Regions from separate parts of the Mus musculus genome. Here region 1 is linked to region 2. The links are chromatin contacts, called in public HiCAR-type maps. All regions are on one chromosome and are shown on one strand. Each heading gives the region's core, a stretch centred on a gene start, on an enhancer-like site or on the middle of the called end of the contact. The rest is flanking DNA. Distances are from core to core; before and after follow the strand shown.

Region 1 (5,267 bases), core at 2,401-4,900, 1.1 Mb before region 2:
TACACAGTTCACAAGGCTATCCCCAGCTTCCCATGCAGTGTTCACACATTTAGTATTTATTTATTTTTATTTTTAATTGCAATTAAAATACAAAGGCAAGATTGTACTCCCAACATACAACTCCCAACCTTCTTAAACTAGGCCCTTCCTGCCACGAATTGTAAAAATATAAGTGATTGCCTTACCTCGGGCTCTTCGCTAAGGAGAAAATTATTTTATATATATAGATATATATTTAAATCCAGCCACGCCCACTCCCTTGAAACTAACCCTGTGTGTTTTGAATGTGGCCTTGCCAGCAGGGCTAAGGTACCCCCCCCAAACCTTCCTCCTGCTCTACTCCCCCCCCCCCACAGGTGGATCCAGTATGTGTGTGCATGTGCACAGAATACAAAATACACATGTTTTGAACAACCCCAAAGCCCTGAGTGTCTGGTTTTTCAACCGTTAAGGCGGGAGGGTTTGACATACGTATTGAGAAGTGAGGATATGCTTAGCGCAAAGGGGAAAAGAGAGAGAGAGACATACCGGGAAAAGGTTATGGAGGCCCGCGGCGGCAGGCCCCACTCCCCCCAGTCATCGGCCCAGCAGATTACCCAGGATGCCACGCCACCGTTGCCTGCGCGTTTTCCCTCTGCTCGCTGCAGAGAGTCTGCACACAGGTTATTACAGAGTGTACCAGCACGGAAAGTTTTGGCCGCGCCATGGCGCAAATCACAAGGTAACCTATTTTAGAGTACAAATATAAAATCGGCGGGTACGTTGAAAGTGCCTGGGATGGATACTGGGACACACTGAGCATGTCATGCACAGGCGAACACAGAAAATGGACACCAACACACACCAACAACAAGCTGTCTGAGTCGAAGCAGCCGTGCCAGGCGAGGCGGGGGCGCGCACCCGGATGGCCCTAGCCCACCGCGGTCACGAACAATCGAGCCGGGGGAGCCCCGAAGGGCCCACCCCAGCAGTTCTGGGCTCACCTCACGCCCCCGCCTGTCCAGCCTACGATCGCTGGCGCTGGCGCTGGCCTCCGGCCGGTAACGACCCTCAGTGTCGCTCGGCACCACTTTTCTCCCTGGAGGGCATATAGTTCGGCCACCCGAACTCTCCAAAAGGCCCCTCTCCCACCCCAGGGCAGAGTTGGGGGTCCCTCCCTGGAACTTCTAACAGGGTTTCCGGACCCCCTCCTCCCGCGGGCAAGGCCCAAGCCCCACCGGAAGGCCCTGCCACCCCCTCCCCGGGCGGCCCGGGCGGCCCTACTGCCCAGGGGCAGAAGCTGCCGCATTACCTAGAAGCAGCAGGCGGTGTGTACACATGTAGTCCATCTTCTCCTCCTCCAGTTGCTTGTCGATGAGCTTGCTGCGTTTCTTATCTGCGCGCTTCTGCTCTCGCATCTCAATGGCTTCTTTGCGCATCTGTTTGCGCCTCTCCTCCATAGGATCCTTGGCCTTCCCGGGGCTGAGGGATCGTGATCGGGTACACTCGGATAGACCGAAGCAGCTTCCGAAGGCTCGGGTGAAGAAGTTGCGGACTGGGTTGCTCCCGACCGTGTGGCTCCGGGGCAGGCCAGGGCGGCGGTTTCGCCGCAGAAGCCACTGGAAGCAGCCGGTGGCCCCTTCTTCCGACTCATCACTGGAGGACTCGATCTCGCAGATGCCAGACGATGCCTCGTACCTGCAGCAGCTTCGGCCCCGCTCGTACTTGTCAGGCCAGGCAGTCGGCCGCGGAGGAGGCCGCGGAGTAGGCGGGTCAGCAACCTGGATCTCGGGGCTGGGGGGTCTAAGATGGGCCCTGCTGGGGGCGGCAGAGGCTGACCGGCCAGCAGCGACTGCGCGGGCAGCAGAGGCTGCCCGGGCGGCAGCTGCTGCGCGGGCAGGAAGGGATGCCCGAGCGGCGGGAGTAGCTGAGAGTGACCTGGCTCCCCAGACCAGTGGACCTGCATAGGCTGCCCTAGCGGCAGCTGCCCTAGCAGAGGCTGACATTGCTGGGGCGCCAGGGACTGCTCCAGCGGCCGGATGGGCTCTAGCAGAGGGGACTGCCCGGGTAGTGGGCTCCTTGGGGGTGATAGGGGCTGCCCGGGCGGCAGGCTCCGCCAGGGTGGCAGAGACTGCCGCGGCTGCGGGCTCCACCTGGGTGACAGGGGCTGCCCCGGAGGCAGACTCGGCCGTGGTGGCAGGGACTGCCTCGGAGGCTGGCTCGGCGGCTGGATCTCTGCTGCCTTCAGACTCGGACTCGGCAGGAGTGGCTGGGGCGACTGGGGCTGCCCCTCCGTCAGGATCGGCGCGGACAGCTGGGGCTTCTTCGAGTTCTTCAGGATCCGACTGGAGATCTGAAGGCGTTCCTGGGGCTGTCCCGTCTTCTCCGGCATCGCTCTGGCTATCTGTGAGCATCGCGGAATCCGTAGGAGCTCCAGCATCAGATCCGGTAGAGACGGCTTGGGCAGCAGGGGCTGGCTTGGCATCCATTGCTTCAGGCTGGGTGGAAGATCCGTCCCCTCTCTCCGGAGAGGGGACTTTTCCTTCCACCGCAGTGGCGGTGGTAGGGCTTCCTTCCATCTCGGCTGCTTCTCGCTCAACTGGGGGTCTCTCTGCGCACTCGCTCTTATCTGGGGCTCCCGAGACTTCGATGGGCGGGCCATCACTTGCGATTGGGGGGCTGTCCATATTGACAGCGGTGTCGTCGTCGACCCCAATGGAGGCTCTGCCAATCTCAAGCAGGGGTCTGGTGATCTCCATCGGGGGGCTGTCGCATGCGAAGTTAGGAGGAGATCTGACAGCCTCGCGGAATGGTCTGTCAATGGCGCCTCGGACCCAGAGGGGAGGCGCGTTCTCGGCGGGAGCGAGGCAGAGCGCACTCGGGACCGCGACTGTCGGGAACTCGCCGCCAATGCCGATTTGTGGGATGACTCGCGGGAGTCCTGGGGGTGGGCTATCGCCCCCGAATTCTTCTCCACCGACCTGAAATGGCACAGATTCTTCAGGGGGAGGGCTGTAGTCTTCTCGGAAGCCAGCGTTTTCAAATCTGATGTTCCCGGGCTCCGCGGGAAGAGCTCTGGGGACCAATGCTTCCGGACCTCCTGGCGCAAGGTCTGGGACTTGCAAGGGAGGCTGGCTATGGTCTCCCTGGGCAGGCTCGTTGAACTCAAATGGCATAGCTTCTTCTGGTGGGGGGGTATAGGCTCCCAGGCCTGGGCTCGCGCCAGTGGGGGTCCCGGGCTCCAAAATCGCTGGGTTGAAGGCTTGGAGGCCTGATGGGGTCCCAGATGGTCCTGGCTGCTCCAGGGTGGGCCAGAAATCTCCCAGGCTGGGCTGTTGTGTCTCGAATGGCATGGCTTCCTCCGGAGGTGGGCTGTAGTCTCCACCCACTCGGACTTCCTCGAAGGCCTGGCAGGGGCTTTGGATGTCAGATTTGGAGTCTTCTGGGGGTCCACTGATCTCACTGCCAGTCTCGTCGGGGACGGGCTCATTGTTAGACGGTTCGGAGTCCGGTTCGGTCGCCATTTCTTCGGCTGGGCCAGCCCCAGCACCGGGGGCAGCTGCCCCTGGGGCTTCCAAAGGTTCTTGCTCGGGCTGCTCCCCGACTTCAGGGGGGATATCGTGTTGTCCTGACATATTATTGCCGTGGAGGCAGTTGAACATGCCCATAACACGGTGGCGACTTTTCAAAATAAATTTGGGGCCCCGTAAGACGGAGCACCCAGCCAAACTAGGGTGAAAAAAAATTTTTTTTTAAAAAATTCAAATTTTTGTTGGAAAGTTCTCCAGCCTCAGTTTCCAAACTTTGTAAGGATAGATAATCAGGGGCTAGAACCCAGGACCATGGCTGAAGTGAGTCATCTCTTGCTGGTGAAGTCTGTCACCTTCCTAGTTACACTTACCCCTTCGGGCTGTGGTCGGCCAACAACTTTAGGAACTTTTCTGTTCTCTCTTCGTACTTTGCTGTACTTTAGCTCCGCCTTCTTGGCATTTAAGAGCGTGCCGATTCGTCTCGAAAATCGTAAATAGAACTCTTTCTCTGCCGCCAGAGGACGCAGGTCTCAGTGCTGAGCCGGCTCCGGGAGCTGGCTCCCGGTGCCGGCTGCTCCCGACTTTGGGTAAGGGGGCTGATGAGCGGAGGCCTTGTAGGGACGTTCGGCTCCGTCCTCTCCTCTCCCGGACTGATTCCGAGTCTCTCTAGCTCGCTTTTTCCCTGGCCAGAGAGCGAGCGAGCTCTCTTGCGTTGCTGGGACACGTGACGCAAGACGTGGGCATTGGTCTGTTAGAGTACAGACGCTGAAAGCCTCCCTCCCCATCTGATTCTTCTCGAGGGGAGGAGGGACTGCAGGAGGGCTTTATCACCCCAGATTACCCCAGTATGCGGTAAATTCCTTATCTAAGGACCCCACACTCAGGCAATTACCCATACTCATCTCCAAGTCAGGAAATGGAGGCTTTAGGATACAAGGAAAGGGGTAGAGGCACACACACACACAAATGCGACAGGTGGTCGTGAGCCCACCGGAAGGGTAGAGACAGGGTGAGGAAGTGCCGAATGTAAACACGCAATTTGTTTCGTAAATGCTCTAGGGTACTTTTCTTTATTTCTTTTTTTTCCTTTTTTTTTCTTTTTTTAATGTTTATGTTTGCTGTTTGTTGGGGATGGCTCCAGCAAATCCCTTCAATGTCCCCCATCCCCATTACACCTCGGAGCTCTCAACAGTGGTATAGTGTGTTGTAGTCAGGGCTTGCTCTGTTTATATGGACGGTGATGCAGTAGAAATAAAGGTCTCAGCAGTGCACTGCAGAAAATCAAGCAAAGCCCCCTTAGGAGTTATTCATGTTTGCCGCTTTCGTGCAAATAGGGGAGGGGGCTTAAGGCTTACCGGAAGACCCCCCACCTAGCTCAGGTCTTGTACTTCTGTCTTCTGGGTAAAGGCAAAAGGAGATTTGGGGTGTAGTTGATGGCCCATTTAGGGTGGTCTCGCAGACTAGAAAACCTGAAATGCACTTAACCCACCGACCAACCGTGCCATGGTGGCAACAGCTGCCGAGACTCGCATCTTCCAGCCACCAGCGCCAGCTGCGGATTCCGTGTTCATTTCCTCTCTCAAGCCCTTCTCCAGCCCCCTTTTATCCCCTCCTCCTTCTGTTGTGAGCACCATAGAGCATTTGCTATACGTTGAACTGCAACAGTCCACCCAGGCGAAATTAAGCGCGGTCACAAAGCCTGCGGCTGCGCGCCCCTTGCGGTGCCGGGGTGGGCTCAGAGCTGCAGGAGTTTATACA
Region 2 (5,188 bases), core at 1,123-3,622:
TTCGTCTTTAGGAATGAGGTTCAAGCCCTAATGCTATCTGCCATGGCAGAGACAACAGGAGCCACCACCCTCAGGTGGCTTGGAATTCCCTCTCTTCTTTTCTGAATCTTAAACGTTGTGTTTAGAATTAAATCTTCAACCCTGGGAGCCAGACTTCAAGTTGAAGGGTGGCAGCTGAGGGCTGGTTCCATGTGGTTGCCTACAGCAGCCAGATGGCAGGTGCTGGGAGGGGAGCGGGGGAGGCTGGGATGGAAAGAGAGGGGGAGGCTGGGGTACAGAGGAGGAAGAGGCCGGAGATGGGGAGAGGCTGGGACAGAGAGGAGAGGCTAGGGTGGAGGGAGTGGAGCTTCTGTTAGCCATTTGTTCCCCTGTAGCTCCCTGCCATCCTGGAGGTTGGCTGGGTTGTGCCCCAGGGATGATTGCTGGGGATACCCTCTGCAGGGTGGTCCTAGTGCCAAAAAGGGATGGTGCCTTCCCAGACCATTCACTTAGTGGGGAAAACCCTAAAGTCTTCATTGGAGATGGCAATTTGAGGACCATAGCTTTAACCTTCCTGCACCCTCTGTGGCTATCACACTAAGGCCAGAGGACCACCATTCCAGCTCTCCACTGAGCAGCTGACCTTCCGCATGTGCCTGTCCCTGCTGTGCTGTCCCTGCTGTGCTGTCCCTGCTGTGCCCTTTAATCTCATGTAGATTTGTGTAACCACCACAATCGAGCCCCACAACAGTCCCATCCCAGAGACTCCACGTCCTTCCCTTTATAGCCACATACGCCTCCTCCTCTCCTGACAACGTCTAATCTGCTCTCCATCTCTATAATTTTGTCATTTCAAGGATGTTATATAAATGGGATCATACGGTGTATAGCTTTCTGAGATTGCTTTTTTTTTTTTTTCCTCTCACTCCGAGTAATTCCCTGAAGATGTACCCAGGTTACTGGGCAGAGCTGTAGCTGATTCCTTTTCATTGCTGAGTAGTATTCCAGGGTGTGACTGTAGGGTGCTCATCTGATCTGACCCTTCATGATGAAAGGTACTTAGCCTGTGACTAAGATGTTGGCTGTCCAATAAAGCTTCTGTGAATACTGGGCCCAAGGTTTGGGGTGAATGGAAGCCACTGCTTTGGTGGATCAATGCCCAGGAGTCTGAGTTTCAGCTTTTACAAGACCCTTAGCTTCTCATTAACTCCCCCACTGCGCCCTCACCCATTCCTGCCCTTCTGGGTCTTGGAGGTGGAACCATTCAAATGTCAAGTGATGCTCTGTGGGACCTCAGTGCCCGGCACTGTATACAGGGTCCCTCTCAAGTGCTTCCTAACCGGCAATATGCAAACACCAGCTACCAGGCTGGAGAGTGGATAATGGTGGTTCTCTTGGCTGTCTCCTGGTGAGCTGTTTTGCCTGAAGCTCCCATTGCACTGGCTGCTCTCTCTGGCTATTTAGCAGGCTTTCTGCAAGACAGGAGATGCAGCTGCCATCTCTACCAGGAAGCAGGAAGGTCAGAGCTAGAGAAACTTCAGAATAGCCTTTGTGAAGTCCTTCCTAAGCAAAACAGACTCCCACTGATTAAGAGGGGTGTAGCTGGGGTGGGAGAGCCCATGAGGTGCTCATAGCAGGAAAGCCACTTACAAAGATCCCAGAGTGGGGTTAATAACCAGACCAGCAGGGCTGGAAGGTGTGAGCCGGTGTGAGCCTGTGTTTACTGGTGTGAGCCGGTGTGAGCCATGCAGGGTCTGTGAAGTGTAGTGAAGAGGAGGGAGAGGGAAGTCTCCCAGGGTCTGATGTGCTGTGGGGAACCATCAACAGTCCCATGGTTATTAAAAATCCTTGCTGTGCTGGGGTCAAAACAGTAGGGGAGGGACAGGAGGTGGGAGGCTCAACAGAGAAAGGAGGTGACAAAGGTGGGTAGATAAACCCTTTGATTTTTAACAGGTCTCCACCACCTGCCTCTGCCCTCTAGGTCCCTAAGCCACAACTCCAAGGGTGGGAATGAATTGTGGTGTGGAGTCTCCTTGTGATTGCACCACAGCTCAGTCCTGAGTTCATGAAGGGCCCCTTCAGCATCTGTGGCCATTGCTGAGCCCCAGTGGTCTGTCCTGAGATGGAAGGTTCCCGTTCTTGCTTTCTGTCACGTTTTCTTCCTTACTCTGCATGCCAGCCCCTGCCCTGTAAGCTGAATTCCCCTGTCCTGTACTAGCCACCCACCGCAGGTCCCCTCTGGGTCAGTGAAGCTTCTGGCTTTGTAATCTAATGCTGGCCTCCATTTATTATGCACCTACTGTTTATCAGCTGGTGTTGGGACACAATAGGAGTCCTAGCAACTACAAGAGGCTGATACCATGGCTCCCTGTGAACTTCCTAGGACAATGGGCAGAATGGCTGCCCACAGTCCCTGGAGTGGGTGGTACCTGTGTCTGCATTCCAACCTAGAGCAGGGCCACCTGCCAGCCCTGCTCACCACATACACAGCCCAACCCCCACCCCCACCCCCCACCCTCATCTCAGAACTCAGAACAAAGACTTCTCTGTGGCTTCCACCCTTTCCATGGAGACCCTAATCAGTGCCTTGCCCTACCTGGGATGGAGAATCGCTCTTGGGGAGTTCCCTGGAAGGGAAGCAGCAGCAGGGGCCAGAAGTGAAGGAGGCTTAGTTGCTGGCAGCTGGGAGGCTGTACTTGCTTCTGGGGTTGGCTTTGCAAGGTGAATGCAAAGGAAGAGACACAGATAGTTGGTGGTGTGGGGAGAGCCCCATGGGCTTACGCCCCAGACGGACCTAAGCAGACAGACCAGAGCAGCCTCTGGGAGGGAGGGACCCACAGACTCCGGAAACCCACCCATGCGCTTTGTGGCTCTATCTCCTGAGTCTCTGAGGCCAGCAGCCTAGCCACACCTCTACCTGTAGGTGGCACCAGGCCCCCTTGATGGTTAGCCATATATAGCCAACACTTCTCCCAGAGTACCCTCCTTATTACCAAACTGTCAAACAGCCAGAAAGGGCTAGCCTGTGCCCTTCCTCGGGTTCTGAGTCCTACGCAAGAGGATGGAACAGGTGCCGCCTGGGTCAGCAGGTCATCTTGAGGACGTGTGAGGTCATCCTGGGAACATGTGTTACTGTGACCTGGACTTTCCATGCAGTAAGTCAGGGGCCAATGCCCTCCTGCTGCCGCATCTAGAGACCAAGGGTGGGAAAGACGGGAGAGGCTGTCCTGAGAGTGACCCCAGTGAGGCCGCTTCCTGCCATCATCAATGTGCCTTGCCTTACCACTGGTAGAGTGTAGGGCTGCATCGACAGGCCCCTGTGACCCCTGTGGAGGGAACGTTCATCCCTCTCCATTAAACTGTGTGACCCAGGACAAATCACGATGCCCCCCTCTAAGTCTCGGACTCTCACAAGGCAAAGGCCTGTCCTGGAGAGCTGCGGGGACAACCCTGAAATGACAGTGACCCCTGCTCCCGCCCATTACACTCAATGTTGTCAATAGCTGTGGGAAGATTCTAGTTCACTGACTCTATGTCCACGCGAGTTTAACCGAAGCAAGGCCAGCTGGGTGCAGGGGCGTGAAATTTGAGTCCCTGTGTTCCCGGGCCTGGGCAGGTCAGTGGTGCTCAGGTGAGTGTGGCACAGCCAGGGCCTCGAGGACAGACCTGTCAATGTGAGATTGTTCTCTGCATCCATGCATGCAGATTGAAGCGGGTTGTTGATGTCCCCTGTTTCCAAGAGGTACTCCTCACTTGTGTCAATCTGCCTACCCAGTGCAGAGGCTCCTGCATGTCTTCACCAGTCACCCCAGGCCACTGAAGCCATCCCCCCGGGGACTTGTGACTCAGGCAGCAGACAAGTATCTTCCTGAGGTATTGGGAGTAGTGCCGTTTAAAACTAGGGCACTGGCATGTCCTGTCTAGGCAAGAACTGCTTTCTGCCTGGTCCTGTGGCCACATCCTCGCCGTTCTGAGGCGCGCACAGGTGAGGAGAGGCATCTATCTCTCTGAAGGCACTAAGCCTGTTGGATCAAGGCCCCAATCTTAGGACCACTGGTAGCCCAATCTCCAAGTACAGTTGCTCACCGCGGGGGGCAGAGAGGAGGGTCCGGGGTGGACACCAGTGTACAAATGTTGAGGAGACGCTGGCGCAGTCTCGCCAACAGTAAGCTGTGTCTTGTAGGTTTCTTGTGAGCCAGGCAGCATGCAATCCGGTTGTTTTTTTTGTTTTTTTTTTGGATTCTCACGCCTACTGAAAAAGGGTAGCACCATTTGGTCGTGGGGTCTGGAGGTGGGGAAGCCCCAGCTTTGTAAACTGTGGGTCGTCACCCCATATGGTGCCGCATAACTGGATTTGGGGGTTGCGGAAAAAATCTGGCAGCAGGGACAGGTTTCTGAATGCGCCAAAACCAAAACTTAAACTGGGAGTCGAGTTGTTACGGATCGTGGGGGCTGCTCACGGTCTTCCTCGGCCTCACGGCTTCCTCAACTCTGAACGCAGAGCGTGTGCACTTATGCACTGGACGTGATGTCACGCCACGCGTCACCCATGGGACGGACACGGCCCGAGAACGCCTCCGCTCAGATCTGAGACTATGATCGCCGCGCTCAAACATGCCGTCTTCTGCTCTGATTGAAACAGGATAGCTCGATTATGGAAAACAAAGGCTTGTAATCTTCCCGTACTACCATTCCCCAGCACATATCAAATTAGTATATCTTTGGATTGGATCGTGTTACAATTTAAAACATTTATCTTTATTTTATGTGTGTGGGTGTTTCGTCTGTGTGTATACATTGCTCTGTGTGCATGCACTGTGTGTGTGGAGAGCAGAAGAGCGTGTCACATCCCTAGAGCTGGAGTTATAGACATTTTGAGTCACCTGATACAGACGCTGGGAACTGAACCCAAGTCCTCTGGAAGATCAGCAGTGCTCCCACTTTCCAACCCCCAACTTTTCTAAAAAGGGAGAAAAAAAAACCCACTCTAAATGAATTCTGGTTTGGGATTAGAAGAGAATTTTCAATAATTTAAAAAATGCCCTGCCTACCATTTAATGCCATTTTATAGTTAAGTATTCAGGCAAATTTGCCTTCTCGTGTTCCCTATTACAACATCAGAATATCAGCCAACTCTAGAAAGCATTGAGAAGGATGTGCCATCCTCCAGGACCACATATGCAGCCAGGATTTAATTCTTTATGTGAAG

What was found. HiCAR-type assays count read pairs that join an accessible place to other places.
Region 1: a contact with region 2 is called in a HiCAR-type map of embryonic stem cells, with 4 times the contacts expected there. The contact joins the promoter of Gnas here to the enhancer-like site in region 2. A contact is called at or near these places in 4 of 39 promoter capture datasets (the 3T3-L1 cell line, hippocampal neurons, liver and 1 more), 2 of 484 Hi-C or Micro-C datasets (cerebellum and embryonic stem cells) and 6 of 115 datasets of contacts at active chromatin or transcription factors (astrocytes, embryonic forebrain, embryonic stem cells and 3 more).

Annotation. Positions count from the first base shown.
Region 1 is chr2:174,296,242-174,301,508 of GRCm38.p6, reverse strand. Gnas (GNAS (guanine nucleotide binding protein, alpha stimulating) complex locus) reads right to left here and starts at 3,650. Exons shown (of 12, transcript NM_010309.4): 1 at 1,292-3,650. The coding sequence starts at 3,647.
Region 2 is chr2:173,244,610-173,249,797 of GRCm38.p6, reverse strand. The region is part of intron 1 of Pmepa1 (prostate transmembrane protein, androgen induced 1); the gene reads left to right. Among named protein-coding and RNA genes, the nearest start is that of Zbp1, 28 kb to the right of the region's middle. Within about 2 kb of position 2,372, at least 37 of the 459 cell types and tissues checked have an H3K27ac peak or open chromatin away from gene starts, as enhancers often do. A contact at or near this core is called in embryonic stem cells and epiblast stem cells, where this site is marked.